2 separate regions of the Mus musculus genome follow, and region 2 is linked to region 1. A link is a contact called in public HiChIP or PLAC-seq data. All regions are on one chromosome and are shown on one strand. Each heading gives the region's core, a stretch centred on a gene start, on an enhancer-like site or on the middle of the called end of the contact. The rest is flanking DNA. Distances are from core to core; before and after follow the strand shown. Region 1 holds the start of Dnajc8 (DnaJ heat shock protein family (Hsp40) member C8). Region 2 holds the start of Snhg3 (small nucleolar RNA host gene 3).

The links. HiChIP or PLAC-seq counts read pairs in DNA pulled down with a chosen protein or histone mark.
Region 2: a contact with region 1 is called in an RNA polymerase II HiChIP or PLAC-seq map of embryonic stem cells, with 28 read pairs. The contact joins the promoter of Snhg3 here to the promoter of Dnajc8 in region 1. A contact is called at or near these places in 11 of 39 promoter capture datasets (the C10 cell line, the HPC-7 cell line, cranial neural crest and 7 more), 1 of 15 datasets of contacts at CTCF or cohesin (large pre-B cells), 14 of 484 Hi-C or Micro-C datasets (CD4 T cells, DN3 thymocytes, the G1E-ER4 cell line and 7 more), 23 of 115 datasets of contacts at active chromatin or transcription factors (the 230-238 cell line, the SCID.adh cell line, bone marrow-derived dendritic cells and 12 more) and 3 of 9 other capture datasets (adipose tissue, liver and pancreatic islet).

Annotation. Positions count from the first base shown.
Region 1 is chr4:132,532,607-132,539,272 of GRCm38.p6, reverse strand. It overlaps Dnajc8 (DnaJ heat shock protein family (Hsp40) member C8), which reads right to left and starts at 3,714. Exons shown (of 9, transcript NM_172400.3): 1 at 3,610-3,714; 2 at 985-1,086. The coding sequence starts at 3,687. It overlaps Atpif1 (ATPase inhibitory factor 1), which reads left to right and starts at 3,859. Exons shown (of 4, transcript NM_007512.4): 1 at 3,859-4,534; 2 at 5,338-5,791; 3 at 5,886-5,977. The coding sequence starts at 5,705.
Region 2 is chr4:132,351,228-132,357,893 of GRCm38.p6, reverse strand. Snhg3 (small nucleolar RNA host gene 3) reads left to right here and starts at 4,208. Exons shown (of 3, transcript NR_003270.2): 1 at 4,208-4,297; 2 at 5,196-5,231; 3 at 5,651-5,961. It overlaps Snora73b (small nucleolar RNA, H/ACA box 73b), which reads left to right and starts at 5,368; the gene lies at 5,368-5,572. It overlaps Snora73a (small nucleolar RNA, H/ACA box 73a), which reads left to right and starts at 4,915; the gene lies at 4,915-5,119. Phactr4 (phosphatase and actin regulator 4) reads left to right here. Exons shown (of 13, transcript NM_001161797.1): 13 at 1-1,971. RefSeq lists a cis regulatory region at 3,950-4,469.

The sequences.
Region 1 (6,666 bases), core at 2,465-4,964:
TAAACAAACAAATCCTTGTCTACTTGGGCTACTAAAGGTTGGAGAACATTTAACTAGACCAAGTTTATCTCATTTGGTGCTTTAACAAGCTGCCTCAACAAGTCTACTCACAATAAAAGCATTCAACCTCAAAGACAACCTGCCTGTCACAAAAACATCACCACCCTTTTTTCATTCCCAACCAATAGAACTTTGGGGTGTACGCTGTTACATAAGTCTGCTCCCAAGCCAGGTACTATGATTTACACCTATAACCCCAGCACTTAGAGCCTGAGGCAGGAGAACCATAGAGTCAAACCTCAAGGCTAACCTGGGTTATAGAGCCAGCCCCAGGCCACAGTGAGCTACAGTAACATCCTGTTTCAAAAACAGCTGGCGCTCTTTAGCTCGACATTCTTACTCTCATCTCTAGCTCCCTTCTCCCCTCCCTTCCCCCCTTCTCTCCACATAACCATGGCGGGCCTCTCTCTCTTTTTCCTTCCCTCTTTCTCTGTGCTTTTCTACAATAAAGCTCTAAAATCATTTAAAAAAAAATACACCAGCTGGCCAGGGCTGGAGAGATGGCTCAGCGGTTAGGAGCACTGACTGCTCTTCCAGAGGTCCTGAGTTCAATTCCCAACAACCACACGGTGGCTCACAACCATGTGTAATGGGATCTGATGCCTTCTTCTGGTGTGTCTAAAAGCAGCTACAGTGTACTCATATAAATATAATAAATACACCTAAGACAACAAAAAAACCCAGGTATGCTGGTTCATTTCCACAATCTCAGCATTTGGGAGGTTGAAGCAGGAGAATCTGGAGTTCAAAGCCAACCTTGAATACATGAGACTGTCTCAAAACAAACAAACAAACAAACAACCCTACTTACGTATACGTATGGAAAGCTGTCCACCATAGAAGCTACAGCAACAATAACGAACTCGTACATAACTGTCATATGCAAAGCTCTCCCACCAAACTCTACAGTAACAATCTACTCACCTCAAATGGGTTCAGATTAAAGTAAGAGGAACCAGGACGAGTCAATCTTTCAATTTGATTTTTGGATGTTAGAACTGAATCTCTCTTCTCTATTTGTTTCACCTAAAAGTAAAAGAATTGGTAATCCCATTAGTAAGAATAAGCTAAATATATCTACTTTAACACAACGCTAAAATGCTCAGCAGACAACGATTTATATCTCCCATGTCCAAGACACTTTGGTAACTGGAGAACAACCACAGCGGCGTAGCTATTTTACAATGATATTTCAGATCTCCACGTAAATGCTAAGCATGGCCGCGTGCGCCTGGAAACCCAGAGCTGGGCAGGGAGGAGACAGGGAGGCCCCCAGAGCTCACACCCTGCACAGCCCGGCTAAACTGCTGAGCTCCAGGTTCAGTGACAGGTCTTGTCTAAAAGAATAATATGGACAGTGAAAAACATATGACAATGACCTCTGTGCCCATTTGTGTATACATGTACGCTACATGCAATCTGTAAAATTCACATTTACTATGTAAACACTTCTCTCCAGGAGTATTAGCCACTCCACATTTTTTTTAATTATTTTGTTTTATGAATATGAATGCTCTATCTGCATGAATACCCACATGCCGGAAGAGAGCATCAGATCTCATTACAGATGATCGTGAGCTACCATGCAGTTATTGGGAATTGAACTCATGACCTCTGCAAGAGCAGCCAGTGCTCTTAACCGCTGTGCCATCTCTCCAGCCCCCATTATCCCATTATAGGGAAATTATGGCTTACAGAAAGTGAGGTTTCCAATTACCTAACTTGTTAGAAATTTACCCTATGTCTGACTCACAATCAGAGGTCGAGAGGATTCCCAGATACTAAACACAACTACCACCAGAGACCTATATAGCTGCATGTGGGTACAATTAATCTATCTTTTTTTTTCTTTTCATTTTGAAAGGCAAAATGCACACTGAACCATGACCTATGAGCAACATTCAACACCATTATGAAGGACTTACGAGGTGGCTCAGTTGGTGGAGTTCTTGCCTAGCATGCACAAGATCCTGGGTTTGACCCTTGGCAAAAGAAAACGGCTGGGTGTGGTGGCTCATTCCTGTACACGAGCACTTAGGAGGCTGAAGCAGGAGAGTGAGCCCTAGTTCCAAGCAGCCTACACTGCGAAGTGAGTAAAGCCACCTAAGCTTCATTGGGTACTTGTCTTAAAAACAAAAGGACAAGCAGGGTGATGGCGGCAACCATCTTTGACAGACACGGGTGGGTGATCTCTGTGAGTTCAAGGCAAGCCTGGTCTACAAAGCACCAGGACAGCTAGGGTTGTACAGGGAAACTCTTGTCTCAAAAAGCCAAAACTAAATTTAAAAAAATATAATAAAAACACAAGAGGGCTAAATCAGAGTCCGTGCTGATTGTCAATGTTGCACCGGGAAGCACAGGCCTTTCTTCTCTGTTTCCTGCCTGAGGATGTCAACTGCCCTGCCTCCATTTTCCACCAAGATGGACCAAAATTTCTCCAACTGTGAGCAATGCAAAATATGCTAACAATGTGAAGGAAAAAAATATTTCCTAACATAAAAAAAAAATTTTTTTTTTGTTTTTGTTTTTTGAGACAGGGTTTCTCTGTGTAGCCCTGGCTGTCCTGGAACTCATTCTATAGACCAGCCTGGCCCTGAACTCAGAAATCCGCCTGCCTCTGCCTCCCAAGTGCTGAATTAAAGGCATGAACCACCATCGCCCGGCTTACAAGTATTCTTATAAGCACAAGAGATAATGGCTCTGGTCCCAGCACTTTGGAGGCTGAAGCAAGAGGGTCCAACCTGGGCTACCAGAAAGTACTTAATTCGAAAACGACTGCTTTATAATTTTCAAGCTGCTTTTTTATACACGAAACCCTTTAATCGTCGTGAAAACTCTTACAATGTTAACTTGCCAGTGTGGGAACTGATGTCTTGAAATTTCAACAGCAGTTAGGCTAATTGCCTTGCGAGAACGCAATATGTGGGCCTCTGACGCCAGATAGCTAACTTTAACTCAGTTTATTCATTCATTTAATCAACGGATATATGCGAAACATCCACCACGCATTAGGCACTGGCGATGCAAATGTCAACAAGGCTCAGAGCAAGTTCACTCCTGTCCTACCTGACACCAAGAACGTATGCACCCTCTTAAGAGGTTCGTCATGTTAAAGATGGAGGGTTCACATACGCATTCTTGTCCCGATGAACAGTGCTCAGCACTGATAAGACCGCAGAAATCGCCACTCGCACAATTCATGGCAGAGGAGTGGGACAAGGGCCTCCTTCCTGTTTACAAATAAAAGTGGGTGCGCCGCAGCTCGGCCTCCGCCAGCCGGAGACTCCACCGCCAGCAGGCTGCACCGCGCGACCAGCAGCTCGCCGGGCCCCTCTCCGGGTCTGGGTCCACAGGCCCAGCCGCCCCGCCGCGTTCCGGGGACCTCAGTAGCCACAGTGGCGGTCGCGCATGCACTCCGCAGCCGATCCGCAGTCCCCAGGCCAGACGGCGCGGGCCAACGGTCCCAGGAGGCGCCTCGCCGGCCCCAGCCGCGGCGGACGAAGCCGGAGCACGGTCGTCCTAAGGCCACCATCCTTACTCCGGGCTCACCTCACTGTAGAAGGTCATAAATGCCTCCTCTGTGCTGCCTCCGCCACCCGAAGCACCACTCTCTCCCGAAGCCGCCATTTTCCCGGCTAACCACCACGTGACCGTTCTGCGCAAGCGCAGCCTCACGTAACCACCCAAGCCCGCCTTCCCGGACTCCCCGCCCGCCAGCTGAACTTAAAGGGGCCGAGACCTCTTTTTTTTTTTTTTCGGTTTTAGTTTTGGTTTTTCAGAATAAGGATAAAGTTTCATAGTGTTGCCCTGGTTGTCTCCAGTCTCTGACAGAAAGAAATCTGTTGTCTCTGGATATACCTATTATTATTCTGGACATTTCCCATGGATGGAATCTACTTATACAATTCTTATTTAGGTTTTTTTCATGTGACAGTTTTTTGGTTTTTTTGACCCAGGATTTCTCTGTGTAGCCTTGGTTGTCCTGGAATTCTCTCTGTAGACCAGGCTGACCTCAAACTCACAGAGATCTACATGACTCCCTGGAGTGCTGGAACTGGCCTGGGTAACCACCATGTACCAGTTTTTTAAGAGTTTATCCCAGTGGAGCCTATCCTGGTACTCCAGAGGCAGAGGTAGGCAGATCTTCTGAGTTTGGGGCCAGCCTAGTCTCTATAGTAAGTTTCAGGACAGCCAGGCCTGTGAAAAAAAAACTGTCAAAAAAATTTTTTTTTTTTTTACTGCATTTTATGGTGGCATCCAATTCCTCAAAGGTATGTCTATGCTATGATTTGTTGACCTCTTCAGTAGTTCAACATTTGGGGTCTTCTCACCTTTGGACCACTGTGAAATAGTATTATGAAGCTGGACATATGCCTGTAACCCCAACTCTGGGGAGGTGGAGACGGAAAGATGAGAAATTGGCTTCTTCACTGCGAGTTTGAGGCCATCCCGAGTTACAACAGATCTCATTGAGGTAGGGACAAAATCGGAAAATGGGATGGAAGCAATTATGAGCATGCATGTATAAGGATCTGTGCTTGGAGTTTGTTATTTAATTTTTAAAATTATACTTACTTATTAGTGGGGGCACAGTGTCACAATGCACATGGAGAGGTCAGGGAGAACAACTTTCAAGAGTCCGTTCTCTCCTTTCACCATTGGGGCCCAGCACTAGCCCTATGTGTGGGGGGCGGGGGGGGTGCGGGGGGGGAGTGTATGGGGGGGTGTGGGTGTTTATTCGTTTGTTTCTGAAAACAGGATCTTGTTATGAAGCCCTGGCTGGCCCAGAATTCCCTTTGTCGAATAGGCTAGATTAAGCTAGATTAAGCTCTTCCTGTGTGCCTCAGGAGTGCTGGGATTACAGGTTTGTACCACCAGTTCGCTTGATGTTCTTTTCAGTGTCCTTGTAGCCCGTCACCAAGTTATTAGGTCCATTCACCGACACATTGATACAGTTCAAAATTACTAATTCACTACCTACTAAGGCTCTGATGGCTTCACAAAGTAAACTGTGAGAAAGAACTCAGAAGCAAGGATAAAAAAAAATTGCTGTCAGGATGACTAGGAAGGTCAAAGAAGGGTTTCTCTGAGAAAGTGACATTTAAGGTGAGAGAAGGCACTGCAGTGGCAATATAACCAAAGAACAAGAACACCTCTTAAGAGATAAACACGATTTCATATGTATAAACAGAGGTTTGAGGTCGATATCCAGGCTGTCGGCATCCTAGGCATGGCTACCACAAACTTTGTGTTTCCCCAATCTATTCATGTCCATAGGGCTTGCCATCGTGTACATTTTTAATAAAATCGACCTTTGGACGGAAATTGTGCAGTGGGAGTGAACGAAATGCCTCATTCTAAAGAGACCAAAAGCCAAGATTCATCTTTTGACTTCGCTCTGTAGACTCCTGGGTCATGATGCGTTAGAGCCTTGTTTATTAACTGTTAACTAAGGGATAAATCCGCCTCCCTCTCAACAAACGCTGCAGATATCATAAGCCCCGCCCCCTCCCTCCTGATTCGCGGTTTCCGTGCTCGTCCCACCTCCCCGGCGTCTAGATTGGCAGTTCAGCCGCCCTCGCAGTTAGCGCGCTAGGAGAGAAGCAGCCACGCCCGCAACGCGAGCTGAGCAACGCCGAAGACAATGGCAGGCTCGGCGTTGGCAGTTCGGGCTCGGTTCGGTGTCTGGGGTATGAAGGTCCTGCAAACCCGAGGCTTCGTCTCGGACTCGGTAGGTGGCGGCACGGCCCAGCGCCCATCGCGGGGCGCAGGTTCTCTCTCCCTTGTTGTGCCTTTTCTTTTCACGTCCACGACTCTCTTTGCAGTCGGATAGCATGGATACGGGCGCTGGCTCCATCCGAGAAGCTGGTGGAGCCTTCGGAAAACGAGAAAAGGCTGAAGAGGATCGGTACTTCCGGTGAGGCCCACCTGGTCCCAAGTCCAGCCCCCAGTCGTCCTCCCTGTCCTTTCTACGCTCTCTGTCGCTCCACCCATCTTTACCTGGTCCCTTGGGGCGCCCATCTTCTGGCAGAATTCCAAGGCTGATGAAGCCATCGGGTCGCCTCGTAGTCGAGACTGCTAGTATCGCACTGCTGGCCTCCCAGCCAGCCTTAAGCCTTTTACACCGGTTCTGCAGGACTCAGCCCAAGGGTAGTCTCCTAATTTATCGTTTGCTGTCATCTTCCCCGCATTTCCCCCGCAGTCATCCCCTCTGCACCCCTGGTTGTGCGAGACTCCCCCAGGTGCTCCGAGCAGTGTTTACAACTAGCCAGAACATGCAGAGCCTCTGAGCCCGGCTCACTCACCTGTCACCCCCATCTTTTCTCCCCAACTTCCCTCTCCTCTCTTTAGTTTTTGTAAGGCTGTGTCCATTCCCTGAGGCCTCAGATCCTGTCAGCCATTTCTAGATCCTCCACGTGTCTCCAGTTCTCATGATCTAGATAGTAGCTGCTCAAGGTTAGACTTCCCCCACTCCGGGAGACTTGCACTACTCAGGCCCTGGGTTGTACATTTCTCTGGACTGGTTAGAAATAGGGAGTGGACTAGGTCTATCTACAACCTTTTCCCGGCCCTGAGTTATCTTTAACTTCTGTCCACTGGAGAGCA
Region 2 (6,666 bases), core at 2,959-5,458, 180 kb after region 1:
GCTCATTCCAACCCTCAGGTTCTCTTACCAGGAAAAAAAACATTCGGACACACCAGCCCTTCCAGCAAAGGCCCGCTTCCAGAAAAGTGCTTGGACTTCTCTGCATAAGGTCTGACCAGAAGGAAGCCAGTGCAGGCTCCGGCCTGTTCCTCCCTCCATTTGGCACTTGTCATCCTAGGTCCTTTTTGTTTTGAGACAAGATCTTATCCTGTGGCTCAGGCTGGCCTCAAACTCACTGTGTAGCCCAGGCTGGCCTCAAACTTCTGTCTCAGCCTCCCAAGTGCTGAGATTATAAGCATGAGCCTTCATGCTCTCATCCTGATTTCAAAGTGAGCTTAAAGAAATGGGGAAAATCCATTCATTATGTAGTCTGAGCTGTAATCAGAATCCAAATGATCAAATGAGAAAGCCACGTGCATTTTCTATGTACAAACCAAGAAAAAGGCCTTACTGTTAATGCCGGTTTGGCAGAGAACTGACTCACGGGGCAGACTTTATTATACGTTCCCTGTACCAAATGATACTATAAATCACTTTGGCCTGTGGGAGCACTGTGTGGGAGCACTGTGCGCTACAGGTGCCCATGCTCACTCCTTGGTGCTGTTGGCCCTCCTTACTGCACAGCCCCTCTACTGAATTAGCCCCTCCCCCTCCCGACAACGAACACCTCACTTGCCTTCCCATTCCTGTTGCAGCCAGGCCTCCCCACTTGTATTGGGGTGCAGATTTGGTTATGTTTTTCAAAGAACTTTTTTCCTGAAACCCACACAGCCTTACTGTTCCTGCCTGGATTCTACTTACATTGTAAGTGGAAGGGAAATGTAACTGGGTTTGTCGCTTTTCTTTTTGTTTTAGTCTATACCTCAGTATGTAGCCCAGGCTAGCCTTTGACTTGAAGTCTTCCTTACTCAGCCTTCCCAGTCTGCGATCATCGAGGGCAACGGCCACACCCAGCTTCTACTCACCTTAACAGCTAGTGGATTGTGGCTCTTAAAAAGGCTTTGCTTTCTTGTTTGTTTGTTTTTTGCTTTATTCTATTTCCTGTCTGTATTCTTTCAGCAATTTTCTCCTTGTCAGCATCACACTTATTAAAGAGTTAGAATATAGGGCAAACAAAAAAAGCTAAAGTGACCTTAAAACTAGTACTTTCTTCTCTATGAAGGAAAAAGTGCTTTTGTTTGTTTTTTCTCTTCCTGCCATGTAGTTTCTGTCTATGGAACAAAGACTCCTTCCCACTCCGTCCCCATCTCCTCAAACCTTGATATTGCTTGAGTAAAGGAAGAGAAAACAACAGTTCTGTCAAGTCTGTGAGTTGTCTAGATACAAGGTTGCCAGAGCTGCTAACCTTTGCGATTACATCCTGACCAAGGCTCAGTTCTCACAAGCAAGGCCGGTGCTCCGCCCCTGCTCCGCCCCTGCTCCGCCCTGCTCCACCCTGCTCCGCCCCGTTTCTCCTTCTCTGTCCCAGGTTTAGAGAGTACTTTGCATATGCCTGTGCTGTCTGGGGTGTGGTAACCTTTTTTTTAGACAGGGTCTTATGTAGCCTCACTATGTAGCCAAGGATCCCCTGCCTCCACCTCCCGAGTACAGGGCTCACAGATGCACCCACCATACCTGCCGGCCAGCAACGGCTTCTCTCAGCTGTTCTCCCTCACGTGCCAATCCTGAGCTCCCGTCTGCTTGTGTGTGCCATCAAGGGCTCTGACTCTGTTCATCTCATCTGTCTTCTGAAGCAGGATATGTTAGGGCTGCATCTAGGCAGTGGTTTTGTTTTTATGTATATAAAAGTTGATTATGTGTCTTCTTTCTGTAAGTGGAAGCTTACAGTCCTAATGTAAAGGACTTAAAGCCTCGCTGTCGCATGTTAAGATGCTTCCCTACTGTACAGAATCCTGTAAAATACATAATTACGTTGTATATCAGCCTTCCTACCAATCTTAATTATTAAAGTATTTTAGAATATCAAAAAAACTGAATTTGTGTTACTTTTTACTTTTTTAGTGCTGGGCATTGAGCTCAGGCCTCATGCATGTTAGACAGTCACCCTAAGCCATATCCCTCACCTCTGGTCTTTTGTTTTATTCAAGAAGATTAAAACAACTTAAAAGTGACACCCAAAATACTGCTAACGACTTCAAATAAAAAGAAGATAAATGATAATGTTAAATGTAGCCAGAAGTGAAACTATCATGTTTGTTTGTTTCTCTGAACAAACAAAAATCACAGGGCTGGGATATAGCCCAGTAGAGCACTTGCCTGGGATCCCTGTGTTCAGTTCCCAGCATCAAACAAGACAAAGTGTTCCCGGTGGGTGCTTCTGAAGCCAAGAAGGGTCAGAAGTTCAAGGTCATCTTGAATAATATAACAAATTCAAAGCCAGCCAGCATAGCCCAGGGTATATGATATTCATTCCCCGGCCCCTCTCTCTAAATTGCAGAGAGAGGAGTATTGGGAACCCCCTATGTCTGGTAACTCCACTAGGTGCCTCACCTGCCTAACCACTCCCCACCCTGTCTGGAAAATGAGATTGTGTAGGTCAGGGTTGGTTTTTTTTTTTTTGTTTTTTGTTTGTTTGGTTGGTTGGTTTTGGTTTTTCGAGACAGGGTTTCTCTGTATATCCCTGGCTGTCCTAGAACTCACTTTGTAGACCAGGCTGGCTTCGAATTCAGAAATCCGCCTGTCTCTGCCTCCGGAGTGCTGAGATTAAAGGCATGCGCCACCACTCACGGCTGTTTTTTTTTGTTGTTTTGTTTTTTTTTGTTTTTGTTTTTTTGTTTTAAAGGTCAAGACAAATACTATATATATATATATATATATTTTTTTTTTTTTTTGTTTTTGTTTTTGTTTTTGTTTTTTTGAGACAGGGTTTCTCTGTGTAGCCCTGGCTGTCCTGGCACTCACTTTGTAGACCAGGCTGGCTTTGAACTCAGAAATCTGCCTGCCTCTGCCTCGAGAGTGCTGGGATTAAAGGCATGTGCCACCACGCCCAGCTGACAAATGCCATTTTTACATATGTTTGAGAACAAGGAGTTTCAACAGTCCCTTACAAGGATTAACTCAATATGGCCCACAGCTGAATGAACCTCAGGTTGGTGTCACCAGGCTGGTGTCACCAGAGTGGCTGGTACTGCCTGTCCTCTCTGGCAGGCTGCCCAGTTTCTGCCCAGGGCACCTCAGCAGTGACTCATTTGCTGCTTGGCACTTGGCACATTACCCTTCCCTAAGCGTGAAAAGAAACCAGTAGTCAGAACTTTTTGTTGGATGTTTCTCTGATCCCATGTTCCCGTGGTCCAGATTATTAGGTCTCCCCTTGTTCCTGCAGCTTTGGGGTTAAAACATCTCCAGAAGGTTGTTCTGAAGGTTCACACTGCCCACTGTTTTTCGTGGAGAGAGACTGAGGTCTGAAAAACCATGTCAGAAAGGAGAGGGCAGAGCCAACAAGATGGCTCAATGGGAGCTGGGTGTGGTGACGCACGCCTTTGATCCCAGCACTCTGGAGGCAGAGGCAGGCGGGTTTCTGAGTTCGAGGCCAGCCTGGTGTACAAAGAGTTCCAGGACAGCCAGGGCTATACAGAGAAACCCTGACTCAAAAAACAAAACAGAAAAACCTACACCATCACGCCCAGACAGCCATTCTTTCAAATAAATATTTCACAACAACATTCATCAGGCTTAATTTCATGTCTTAAAAATCTGGGAAACAGCATTAGTGTTTTGTTTTTGTTTTTTCGAGACAGGGTTTCTCTGTGTGGCCCTGGATGACCTGGAACTCACTCTGTAGACCAGGCTGGCCTTAAATTCAGAAATCCGCCTGCCTCTGCCTCCTGAGTGCTAGGACTAAAGGCGTGCGCCACCCTCCCGCCTTCAACCAGGAATCTTAACCACTAAGCCACCTCTCAGGCCCCCTCCATGGGAAGTTTTTAATTGTAGCATCTATGTTCTGTATCAACTGTTCCTTCCACAAACAAAGTAGATTCAAACTCTGGAATCTAGAAAATATTTCTCTAGGCTTTTTTTTTTTTTTTCATTTTGCATATACCAGTGTATCCAGGCCGAGAGGACAAACCTCACAAGCTCAACAATTTCACGCTAAGACCGCCAACACCTTAGTAGGGTAAAAGTTCTCGATCCCATCAGCCTTAGCGCATTTCCAATGCTTCTAAGTGAGCGTAACCCTGCGCAGGCGCAGGCATAGTCGACCACGCCTGACTTCCGGGCGTTACTTAAGGTATAAATATGGCTGCGTCGGCGCGGGTCTGTCTCTCTAGGCGTCGCTCTCTTGGTGTGCTTGTTCTTGGTGAGTACAGTGCGCTGCTCTCGGCTGCTGAGGGTTTGCCCGCGCGGTCCCGCACGGGCTCCGCAGACAGGCAGGGTCGCGGCTGGGCGGACCCGGTGTGGGAGGCCGGGCTCACTAGCCGAGCATGGCGTGAGGTCACGCGCCTCCGAGCCCAGTAACCGTTTTCTTTCGGGGATCCCAACGCTCGCAGGATTATTGCCTGGGAGACTGAGTTGGTCTACGCACTTTCCTTTAATGTTCACTTTAAGAGGACAGGGTCTTTGGTTCCTGCCTTGTGATTTGAAGTGTTAGCCGCCTTCCAGCGTTCGGTTTTAACTTAATCATTTCGCCTTGCTTCCCAGTTATACTTTCTCTTCACCTTGTAACGGGATTTCTGCAGTTTTTTGTTCATTAATCTCCCATTTTTCAGAGGACCCTTTTTTAGGTAGATAATTTCTGGATAGTTTGGTTCCGATGGGGGTGTTGTGTTCTGTTTGCTTCAAGATCTGAAAAGGTGGCTGAAGTCTGTAGTCACAGCACTCTGGAGACAGGCGTTTTTGGGGTTTTTCCTCCAGCTGGAGGTCTGGCAAAAGGACCCTGTGGCATTTTGTCAAAAAAAAAGACATTACCATGACTATCCGACGTGGATATCCCGGGAGGTCACTCTCCCCGGGCTCTGTCCTAGTGGCGAGCGGGAGCTTAGGGCATTGCCCGGTGATGTACAGTCCCTTTCCACAACGTTGGAGATAAAGCTGGGCTTTCGAGTCTGCGCCTGCATATTCCTACGACTTCTCAGAGTCCTGTGGACCATGACTGAGGAGACAAACCATGCAGGAAACAGTTTTTTAAGTCATGCAATCTGGGGGTGCGTCCGAGTACTCTAAGGGTTTAACTTACTGATTAAAGTCTTCTCTTGCAGACCCGGTCAATGATTTCAGGTACTTTGTTGATGGAGGTACGTTCACCCTGAGGCTGGCTTAGTGCTTTCTGCTCCATGTGTACGTTATTAGTGATATACACTGTGTGTGTGGGGGGGGGGGGTGTAGTCGCCTGTTGAAGTTGACTAAACGTTTGGGTGCTAACCAGACATTCCAACGTGGATATCCCGGGAGGTCACTCTCCCCGGGCTCTGTCCTAGTGGCGAACGGGAGCTTAGGGCATTGCCCGGTGATGTACAGTCCCTTTCCACAACGTTGGAGATGAAGCTGGGCTTTCGAGTCTGCGCCTGCATATTCCTACGACTTCTCAGAGTCCCGTGGACCATGACTGAGGAGACAAACCATGCAGGAAACAAAAATTTAAATTCCTAAGGCTTTTGGTATGTCAACTTTAGGAACCTGATGTTTGTGTTGTTTTTTTTTTCCCCTCTTCCAGGAAAGAAGAGAATCAGCGGGGGCACCTACTGAATAGTTATTATATACAGCGTGCTAAAATTTTGTCTGTTACAGCCTCGGCCATTAGAAGCTGGGGCAAGCTTTTCTGCCTACTTAACTCTGGTAAATACATTTCTTTTGATAGGTTATGTCTAGATTTGAGAACCTTCACCATGGTTCTCATTTTTTGAGGTCCCAACAGGTTTCCCCCAGACCATATTATATAAACCATATATGTCATTTTTCTGTTCCCACATTCTCTGTAAGATTATTGTCATAAGTTAAAATCTGAATTAAAGCATTTGAATGTCTTTTCCTGTGATTTAATGTGTGTGTGTGAGCAGAAGGCTGCAGGTGGGTCAGGATAAACCCTGAGTGAGTGCTTGGTCCCTCCAAATACTAAGATTGTTCCTTCCTCTGCTCTGGAGTGTGAGATAGGAAACTGGTCGAATGGATGAGTTATGTGGGAAGTTAGTCCCAAGCAGTTCAACATGGATAGGCCTAACAGGGGCCTTATGATATGAGGTAGACTGGTCCCTAGGTCATAATGGAAAATTGATGACTCTGCTGCCTGCCTTGATCATGGAAAAGTTAAGACCCTCAGTGATGGGGCCACTGGGGAGATACCTTGAAGGTAGGCCTTAGAGATGCTGTGTTTCCCTGTTCTTGAAAATGGGTGTGAGAATTGGTGGCCTCTGGGGTTGGGGAGTGTTTGCACTTAGACCAGAAGGGATGTGAAGCAAAATGGAGCTGCAAGACTGGCTAGTGGAGCCCCTAGGTCTACTTTTTTTTAAAAGAATGATTTATTATATGAAAGTACACTGTAGCTGTCTTCAGACATCCCATAAAAGGGCATCAGATACCATTTAGGTTGTGAGCTACTACATGGTTGCTAGGATTTGAACTCAGGACCTTCAGAAGAGCTGCTCTTGCCTGCTGAACCATCTTGCCAGCCCAGACCTCTGATTTTTAAAGTAAAAAGCCATTTCACCTGCCCTTGTTTCTTGTACCTGGTCT